Linked DNA regions of Mus musculus: all the other regions are linked to region 1. Evidence: chromatin contacts called from public promoter capture Hi-C data. All regions are on one chromosome and are shown on one strand. The core of a region is the stretch at or near the end of the contact, and the rest is flanking DNA. Distances in the headings are between cores, read along the strand shown. Region 1 holds the start of Cdk5rap2 (CDK5 regulatory subunit associated protein 2). Region 2 holds the start of Dmac1 (distal membrane arm assembly complex 1). Region 3 holds the start of Kdm4c (lysine (K)-specific demethylase 4C).

What was found. Promoter capture Hi-C pulls out the DNA fragments that hold promoters and counts their contacts.
Region 2: a promoter capture Hi-C map of pre-B cells shows a contact between it and region 1, with 5 times the contacts expected there. The contact joins the promoter of Dmac1 here to the promoter of Cdk5rap2 in region 1. A contact is called at or near these places in 2 of 39 promoter capture datasets (liver and pre-B cells).
Region 3: a contact with region 1 is called in a promoter capture Hi-C map of pre-B cells. The contact joins the promoter of Kdm4c here to the promoter of Cdk5rap2 in region 1. A contact is called at or near these places in 1 of 39 promoter capture datasets (pre-B cells), 6 of 484 Hi-C or Micro-C datasets (CD4 T cells, CD8 T cells, the G1E-ER4 cell line and 3 more) and 1 of 115 datasets of contacts at active chromatin or transcription factors (astrocytes).

The regions. Positions count from the first base shown.
Region 1 is chr4:70,409,165-70,411,704 of GRCm38.p6, forward strand. Cdk5rap2 (CDK5 regulatory subunit associated protein 2) reads right to left here and starts at 1,271. Exons shown (of 37, transcript NM_145990.4): 1 at 1,048-1,271. The coding sequence starts at 1,103.
Region 2 is chr4:75,277,030-75,279,569 of GRCm38.p6, forward strand. Dmac1 (distal membrane arm assembly complex 1) reads right to left here and starts at 1,263. Exons shown (of 2, transcript NM_025849.4): 1 at 952-1,263; 2 at 322-740. The coding sequence starts at 1,222. The coding sequence ends at 676.
Region 3 is chr4:74,250,610-74,253,149 of GRCm38.p6, forward strand. Kdm4c (lysine (K)-specific demethylase 4C) reads left to right here and starts at 1,270. Exons shown (of 22, transcript NM_144787.2): 1 at 1,270-1,477.

The DNA of each region.
Region 1 (2,540 bases), core at 21-2,520:
GGATCTCCTAGCAGTGGAACCTGGATGTAAATAAGGGACACAGCAGAAACAGCAGGTACCCAAGCCTGAGAACAAGGAACAACTCAGTAAGATCGTTCCTGACCGAGCTTGGCAGTCAGGCACAGGGTAGAGGGCTTGGAGAAGAGACAGGGTTGGGAAGGGGTGGGGTGGGGGGTGGGGAGGCTAGAGAGGCAGATGCAGCCAATTATAGAGAAACTTGGAAGCCACAGTAGAGAACTTCATCCTGAAGATGACAAGGCACCTGGAGGGCCTAGGGCAGATTAAGAGATGAATGAGCAGGTATGAATGCAGCATCTGTCCAGTCAAGGCTGAGAGAGAAAGGAGGAGAGCATTAGCAGATCTCCTAGTTTAGTTCTCATGCCATCCGCCCGCTCTAAATGCCCCAAATAATCCAATTTCTGGTCCCAGGGGATCTGAAGAGAAGCCACAACTTGTAATAGTGGTAGTCATCATCCTTTTCACCACGGTTGAATGTCAGCCAATACAACTGCTGGGTAGCCATTGCTTCTTTTCATTCTCATCCCGTTTTTGGTGAGTGCACATCGGCGTTAGTACACTTTTCAGTGGGGAAGTCAACTTACCAAGGTCACCTACGTGGTCAGGGTATAGGCCGTTTTTTTAATTAAATTTTGTCCATCTCTAGCCAAGGCTCCACAGAACTTTGTCCCGTGACCCCATAAACAAAGTCTAAAATAACAACTACACTCCCCATAATGAATGCAAAGCCCCAAACAAGAATCAACCACCTAAGTGCTCTGATGTCCAGTTCCAGCCACCCCCTACTAATTAGACCCATCTCCTCACACTCTTTCAAAAAGCCCCCCTGCCTAGCCTACACATCGTCCTCAAAGTACTCCAGAACACACAACACACAGTCCAATGTAGTGCTGGCTGGACACCCAGGTCCCACCACACTCGGGGCGCAGCCGAGACCATCCCCAAGCAAACCGAAGGCCTCCAGGGAGTGAGTCGCCATCAACGGGAACCCCAACCCAGGTACCACGAATCCCAAAGCCAGGGCCACACCTGCAACCGCTGAGGGTCCCAGGCAGGGCGCCTTCCTCTTCCATCCCCGAGTCCATCGTGAACGCAGAGTGGTGGCGCCGGTGTCGGCGGCGGCAGCGCCACTGGTTCCCCGGCAGTCGCGGCGCGCTCGGTTCCCCAGGTCCCGCCCCCTCCAACCCAGCTCTTGTTCTCAGTCAAGCGGCGCCGCTGGAATTCAAACCGCAGCCGCCGCCATCTTTCCCGGCGCTTCTTCCTACGGAAACAAGGCGGGGTCACCCAGGCACGCGCGGTGAAGCCGCCCTGCAACGACCCGAAACCGGGCAAGAAGAGCTTTGCCTGGACGCCATCTTAACTCAGGGCAGAACCTGCGCACTCCAGCGTGCAACACTAGGAGAAAAGAAGCGGTAGCCATGTTTCGTGGGTGAGGGCATTCGGGCCGAAGCCAAGGCGAGCGCCATATTTGTTGAGGGTAAAAGTCCGCCGGGATCAGTTAATTTAAGCGGGAGGTGGAACAGCTCAGAGTATCAATCTGTTTGGTGTTCCAGACTCATGACTCCAAAATCGCTCCTTAGGCTCTTTCTACCCAAAAGGCTCTGCCTTAAGTTGAGACTCAGATAATTGAGTTCTGCTTCGATTTAGAAAAATACCACCTGTGGAGCGCTATTACAAACGGTAGTTTACAGGGTTAGTTTCAAGCGGCATGCCTATAAAGGGGTCACCCATACTTCATGTGCATTTTGTTACTATTAGGACTCATGCACCAGCAATCAGTAAACAGAGACTCAGAGAGAAGAAATTACTTGCCCAAAGTAATAAACAAGTTTACTATCCACTAAAACCAGATCCTTAGCTCCTCGTATCAACATCTCAGCACTCTGGAACCATGTTTTAACCTTCTTGGCCAGTGAATGTATTCTAAGAAGAGACATTTCTCCCCTCCCAAACAAAGGTCCAGATTAAATTGGAATTTCAGCTTTTCCTGCCTTGAAACTCCTCCCACTCTCAGGAGTTTTTGTCACTTTTCTTTAATAAATCTACCCAGGAATAAGGAAGGGGAGGGGAGGGTTGGGGAAGACTGGAGAGGAGAAGGCTTGGATGTGGAACAGTGGTCCCTGGCAGTAAACCTGTTCTGTCACATCCCTTTGACTGGACAATCTGCAAGTTATTTTTTGTAAGAATAACCTGAGATAACTTTAGGAATTCTTTCAATAATAATTCTCATGTCCCTACAACCCTAAACACTCTTTCTTTGCAAACTGGCAATAAACAGAGATATGATTTGAGCCCAGGTCCTTCTAAACCCCAACGCCCTAAATGGTGCACACAGGCTATATTCCACAAGTATTCTGTTCTTTTTCCAACTTAGAACTTAAAGTTCAGACATGCGATCTATAATTGCTTGGGAGGAGGACCACTGAATAACCCCCATCCATACTCATACACACAACCCTAATTAAACTCAGTGAGGAGGAAAAGAACATGAAAGTAGGAGAGGGGGGAGGGAGAGGGAAAGT
Region 2 (2,540 bases), core at 13-2,512, 4.9 Mb after region 1:
GATTTTTCTTTTGGAATTTTTCTCAAATATTTTCATTTACATCTTTTATTACATACTGACATTTAATGTATAAAGGAACTCCTGGCTCTCTGAAACTAAGTCAGCTGTGAAAGACAGAACTAGGAAGAAAAATTTGCTCCATCACTGAACGGATGAGCCACTAAAGGACACCCAATGGCTAGGTCCAAGGCTTTCAGATGCAATAATATAATCAGGGGTGGACTTGAAGATAATTTGGAAAGTTTGAAAAACTCTCATGTACCTATTTAGGGTTAGGTTGCCAATAACTGTTGATATGTTTAGAAAAATTAAAAGAACTACTTATTATTTAAAAAATAGTTTATTTTGCTGTTGGTTTATCATTTATCCCATTTTAATATGTTCTCAAAAACGTTATCTTTCAGTATAAACTGAACAGCACATAACCTCCCTGGACAAGACAGAGAACCATGTTTGCTTCCAAGGGGTTTATTTGTCTCTTTATAATCTGAGAGGGGGTAAACCGTAAGCATCCATGGCCAAAGAATGACAGCTCATATCTTCACAATCTTCTCGGTATGTCCTTACAGTTAAGTACATCCTTGGCCGTGTGTGCAACGAATATCCACCAACCCAACGCTTGTTCTGTCTGCCCAGAAGCCAGTGATGATAGACAACAATGAACTGCTGGTATTTTCAAATAACTGGGTGGCTCTTCCCTTTGGGGTCTACCAGAACAACTACACCCCAACAGGCAATACCTGAAAAAAAGAACAAGAAAAAAAAGTGCCTTTTGTATATTACATTTTAGTTTACCCAGTGCTCTGCATAAAGCATTTTATTTAACCCTCTCATGGTTGAAGAAGAAAGGTCGATCATTCGGTAATCTTTCTTACAGGGCCGTGAGGGGAAAGGCGTCCCAGTAATCACCCACCCCACCCCACCCCTCACGCTGTCCCCGCTCCTGCTCACTGATGCCGATGACCATCTGCAGAACGGTGCCTGGGCCAGGTGGGATTCCTTGCTTCAGGGGCCGCCTGGCCACCAAATAGACGTAGGTGCCCGCCCCGAAGAGTGTAGAGCCCGACAGCACGCGACAACTCCAGCAGGTTTTTAACTCAGGGTCCCGGGCGGGGGAGGCCGGCACGGCGGATTTCGCGGGTGGGTTCGCGGGAACCGCTGTGGAAACAGTTGGGGGGGCAGGAGCGGAAAACTCGGTACTCCCCGAAAAAGAGGACCCCATGTCAGAAGAGTGCACAGCGAGCCGAGCCTTCACTTTGAAATGCTGTAAAATGCTGCCGGAAAGCAGCACGCTGACGTAAAAGCCGCCGCGCTTCTGGGAAATGTAGTTGCAGCAGGAGCCGGGCGGAACAGGGCGGAGCTGCAGCCGCCTCAGAGGCTTGTGTAATCCAGAAGTTCAAAAGTCAAGGCTGCCTCATCCCGGTGTGTTAGAAACTGTTTTATACTACTTTATGAAAGTATAGATTTCAGTCTTCTTAAAGAAAAACTGTGGATCTCTAAGCTTCCCGACTAACACAAACTAAGGTCCTGGCATGAAGTCTAATCAACAGAGATTATATTCTAAGTAATTGTATGTTCTTACCCAAGTGCTTACCTATTGCAATTCTGTGTATTCTGCCGTTTCTCAACATACTCGTTTCCTAGTACAAGATAGACCAGTAAAGGCTCAAAGTTTTCACATTGTACTTACTTTGAAAGAAATATACAGATATAATCAAGATATTAAAAATGTGTTTGAATTACCTGGATACTCTCTTTGTTTATTAAGGTTGTGCTCTCAATTGTGTCATATTTATGATTTTAATTCTCATAAAAAAAATTAGGTGCAAACTCAGGTTAATGACTTTTTTTTACACTTTTGCATTTTTATCCTGTCAGATGAGCTTTAAAGGGCCGAGGAGATGGTTCTGTGGTTAAAGTGCTTGCTCTGCGGGCAGGAAATGTAAGATAAGTTCAGATGCTCAGAACCCACAGAATGTTGAGTGGGTATGGCAGGGCATCTATAATTCTCAGTCAGAACAAGGAGATGAACTACAAGAGAAACAGTTTAGCTACATTAGCCACGATCTGAGTTCTGGATTCAGGTGGAGTGCTTGCCTTAACATATAACGTGAGAAGCATTCAAGAGAGACTCTAGACAGTAATCCCTGGTATCCAGAGGCAACTGGGACCATACACACATCTGTACCCACACATGCAAACACATATACATGCACAACACACACATGGAAAACAAAAGACTGCATCTTTCTGACTGTGTCTTTGCAAAACAACAGGTGTCACCAACTCCAGTCTCAGCTCGCTTTTCATTCTCTCTGCTTACAGTTGGCTATCTATTTCTTGTGCTTGCTGTTCTCAGGAGGATATTGGTAAAAACTAAATTCTTATGTAGCAGTTTCCTCTAAACTGACACCTTCTAACCTGAAGGGAGGCTCCTAAAGACCCAGGAATGAAAGGAAACATAGAAGGTTCAAAAAACAAATTCATCATTTCCTAAAAACAATATTCAACCCTAAGGTTATATACACAATAAAACTTGG
Region 3 (2,540 bases), core at 20-2,519, 3.8 Mb after region 1:
GCGTCAGATCTCATTACGGATGGTTGTGAGCTACCATGTGGTTGCTGGGATTTGAACTCAGGACCTTCAGAAGAGCAGTCGATGCTCTTTACCACTGAGCCATCTCTCTAGCCCCCAAGCGGTGTTTTTCCAGTCAAAGAAATATGGTGGTTAGATCTCATTATCTTTCAGTTAATTAACCATATCCCATCTGTCTTTACAGTGCTCCCCCTAAAAAAAAAAAAAAGAAATAAATTAAAAAAAACACATTTAAGTACATTTAAATAGTTATGTTGAGCTTTTTTTTTTTAAAGAGGTGATCAGTTTTTGAGACAGCATATCATGTAGCCCAGTCTAACTTCAGGTCTATGATGTGTTGAGAATGATCTTGAATTTCTAGTCCTCTGATCTCTGTTCCAAGTCCTGGGTTATAAGTATGCACCACATTCATTAGAAATCCTTGTTTTCTAACAACACGTAAAATGATGGTCCTGTGTGCTCACTTTTGTATATGCCTGGTCAGTAACTAGAAGAAATGCAACAAAAAAACCCAGATAGGAACTGTGGGACAGTAAAACCTGTTTAGCCTTTGCAAAACGCTTAGTGTTTAGGCACCTATCTGGAAGTAAGAGTTTGAGATCTGTGTGATTCCTCTGCGGTCTTGGAAGTCAGATTTACACAGACGTGTAGGAAGGTAACTCAATTCAGGATCCCTAATCAAGATTTCTCTAGTCTTTAAGTATTAGACCTTTTTGCTCAAGGGCAGGCTTGGTTGCTAGGAATTTGGGAACACTGCTCACTTGGGATCTCCGACTGAAGTAGGCTCAGAGGTGCAGCCCACTGGTTGGTGTACCGGCACAGGACAATGTCATCGTGAGTCTGGCCTTCCTGACCACCTCCACTCGAGGTAAAAATCAGCCAGCCGTTCTTGCACCGAGGGTTGCCATAGACTCGCACCGAGTCCCTGCAGGCGTGTTCGTGTACTATTTTATTTCAGGTCCAGCCCCTGTGGGAACCTAGTGAGTGATCCGACAAAGATCTGTTGCGCACCTGCTCCTTCTGCTTCGTCAGTGTTTTTCCTCCTTTGAGAAAGAAGAGGCGAGCTTGTCCCCAAGGCAAAAGGAAATACAGCACGGCAAGCGTAGACTAGGCAAGAGGCGGAAGTCTCGGCTTCAAGTCGGGCACCTTTAAGCAGTTTAGAGACCCACGTGACCCAGAGAGCGCCCGGCCCAGCGGTCACGTGGGGGCGCGTGCGCCACACGCAGGCAGAGGCAGCCCGCACAGCCTGCGCGCCCGCGCCGCCTCCCGCCCACCTCCGAGCCGGGAGGGAGGGGAGCGCGGCGGAGGGATTCCGTGGTGGCGCCCCGTGCGCGTGCGCAGCGAACAGCTGTCACCCAGTGCGGAACAAGTCTTCCAAAGATTCCCAAAACCCTCAGGGGAGGCCGCACTTTTCATCCCTTTCATTCGGGTGGCGTCTGGACCTCCGCCAGCGGCGCAGGTAACCTCTTCTTGGTCGGGACGGAGCGGGAAGGGTGGCGGCCTCGGTCCGGTCTTCGCAGGGCAGCACGGGCCTGGGCGCTCCGCGGTGCAAAGCAGTCAGCTGGGAGGGAGGAGGCGGCCCTGACAGTCCATTCTGGCCCTCGGGATTCGGGAGCTCGCTCGCCTGCCTCCCGGGAGCCGATCGGAGGTGCTGTTGCTCCGGACTGCCACGCCTGTGTGGTCTGGGGCGCCGACCGACCCCTCTGCGGCCGACTCCAGGAAGGCCGGGCCTGTGCGTCCTCCGAGCCTCCCTTGGGTCGGGATGTCCGGATCCGCGAGGTAGCAGGTAGCCCGACCCTCACTCGGGTTCGTTCTTGGCCCTAGCAGATGATCTTTCCCTTTTTCTTTCCTCCGTCTTGAGGCCATTTCTTTGTGCGGTTCCTGGGGGGAGCCATGATGCGGGGTAGACAGTGGGCGCTTAATAGATGCGACTTCGTTGCGGCATGTGAACTGCCAGGGAGAGAGGGCGTGTTGTGCGATGGGAATGCCAAGAAGGCAGGCGGTCTAGCTCGGGCTGGAAGTTGGTGTTCTCTGCTCAGCAGTGAAAGCAGCTGGACTCAGTTCTGAGGATTTTCTTGGGGACCCAGAAGGCAGCCGCCGGTGTGGCTGAGCCCGCAAGCTCGCACGTAGTCAGTCAGGTGCTCTGAGAGAAGACTTGGAAGACTTGACCAACTTTTTTTTTTTTTTTTTTTTTTAAATCTTGGACTCAGTACGGTCACTCACACTTGGTGATTTACCTAGTACTGCTTAGAAAGCTTACGTTAGAAATGAAGCAATTCGGAACCCGGGAGACGCTTTTGATAGGCTCGGTAAGCTTAGGTTAGCACCAATCTTTGCTGTATTTCACCCACTTGAGTTTTGCGTTTAAAAAGGGCGGAAGGGAGTGGAGCCTAACTCTTTCTATGGGAAAAGTTATTAGTATTCTAATTTAAAAGTGTGATGGTTAAAACTTTTGGTATTTTTGGTTGTTTTTTGAGTCAGGGTCTTATATGTAGTCCTGCCCAACTTAGAACTCTGTATGG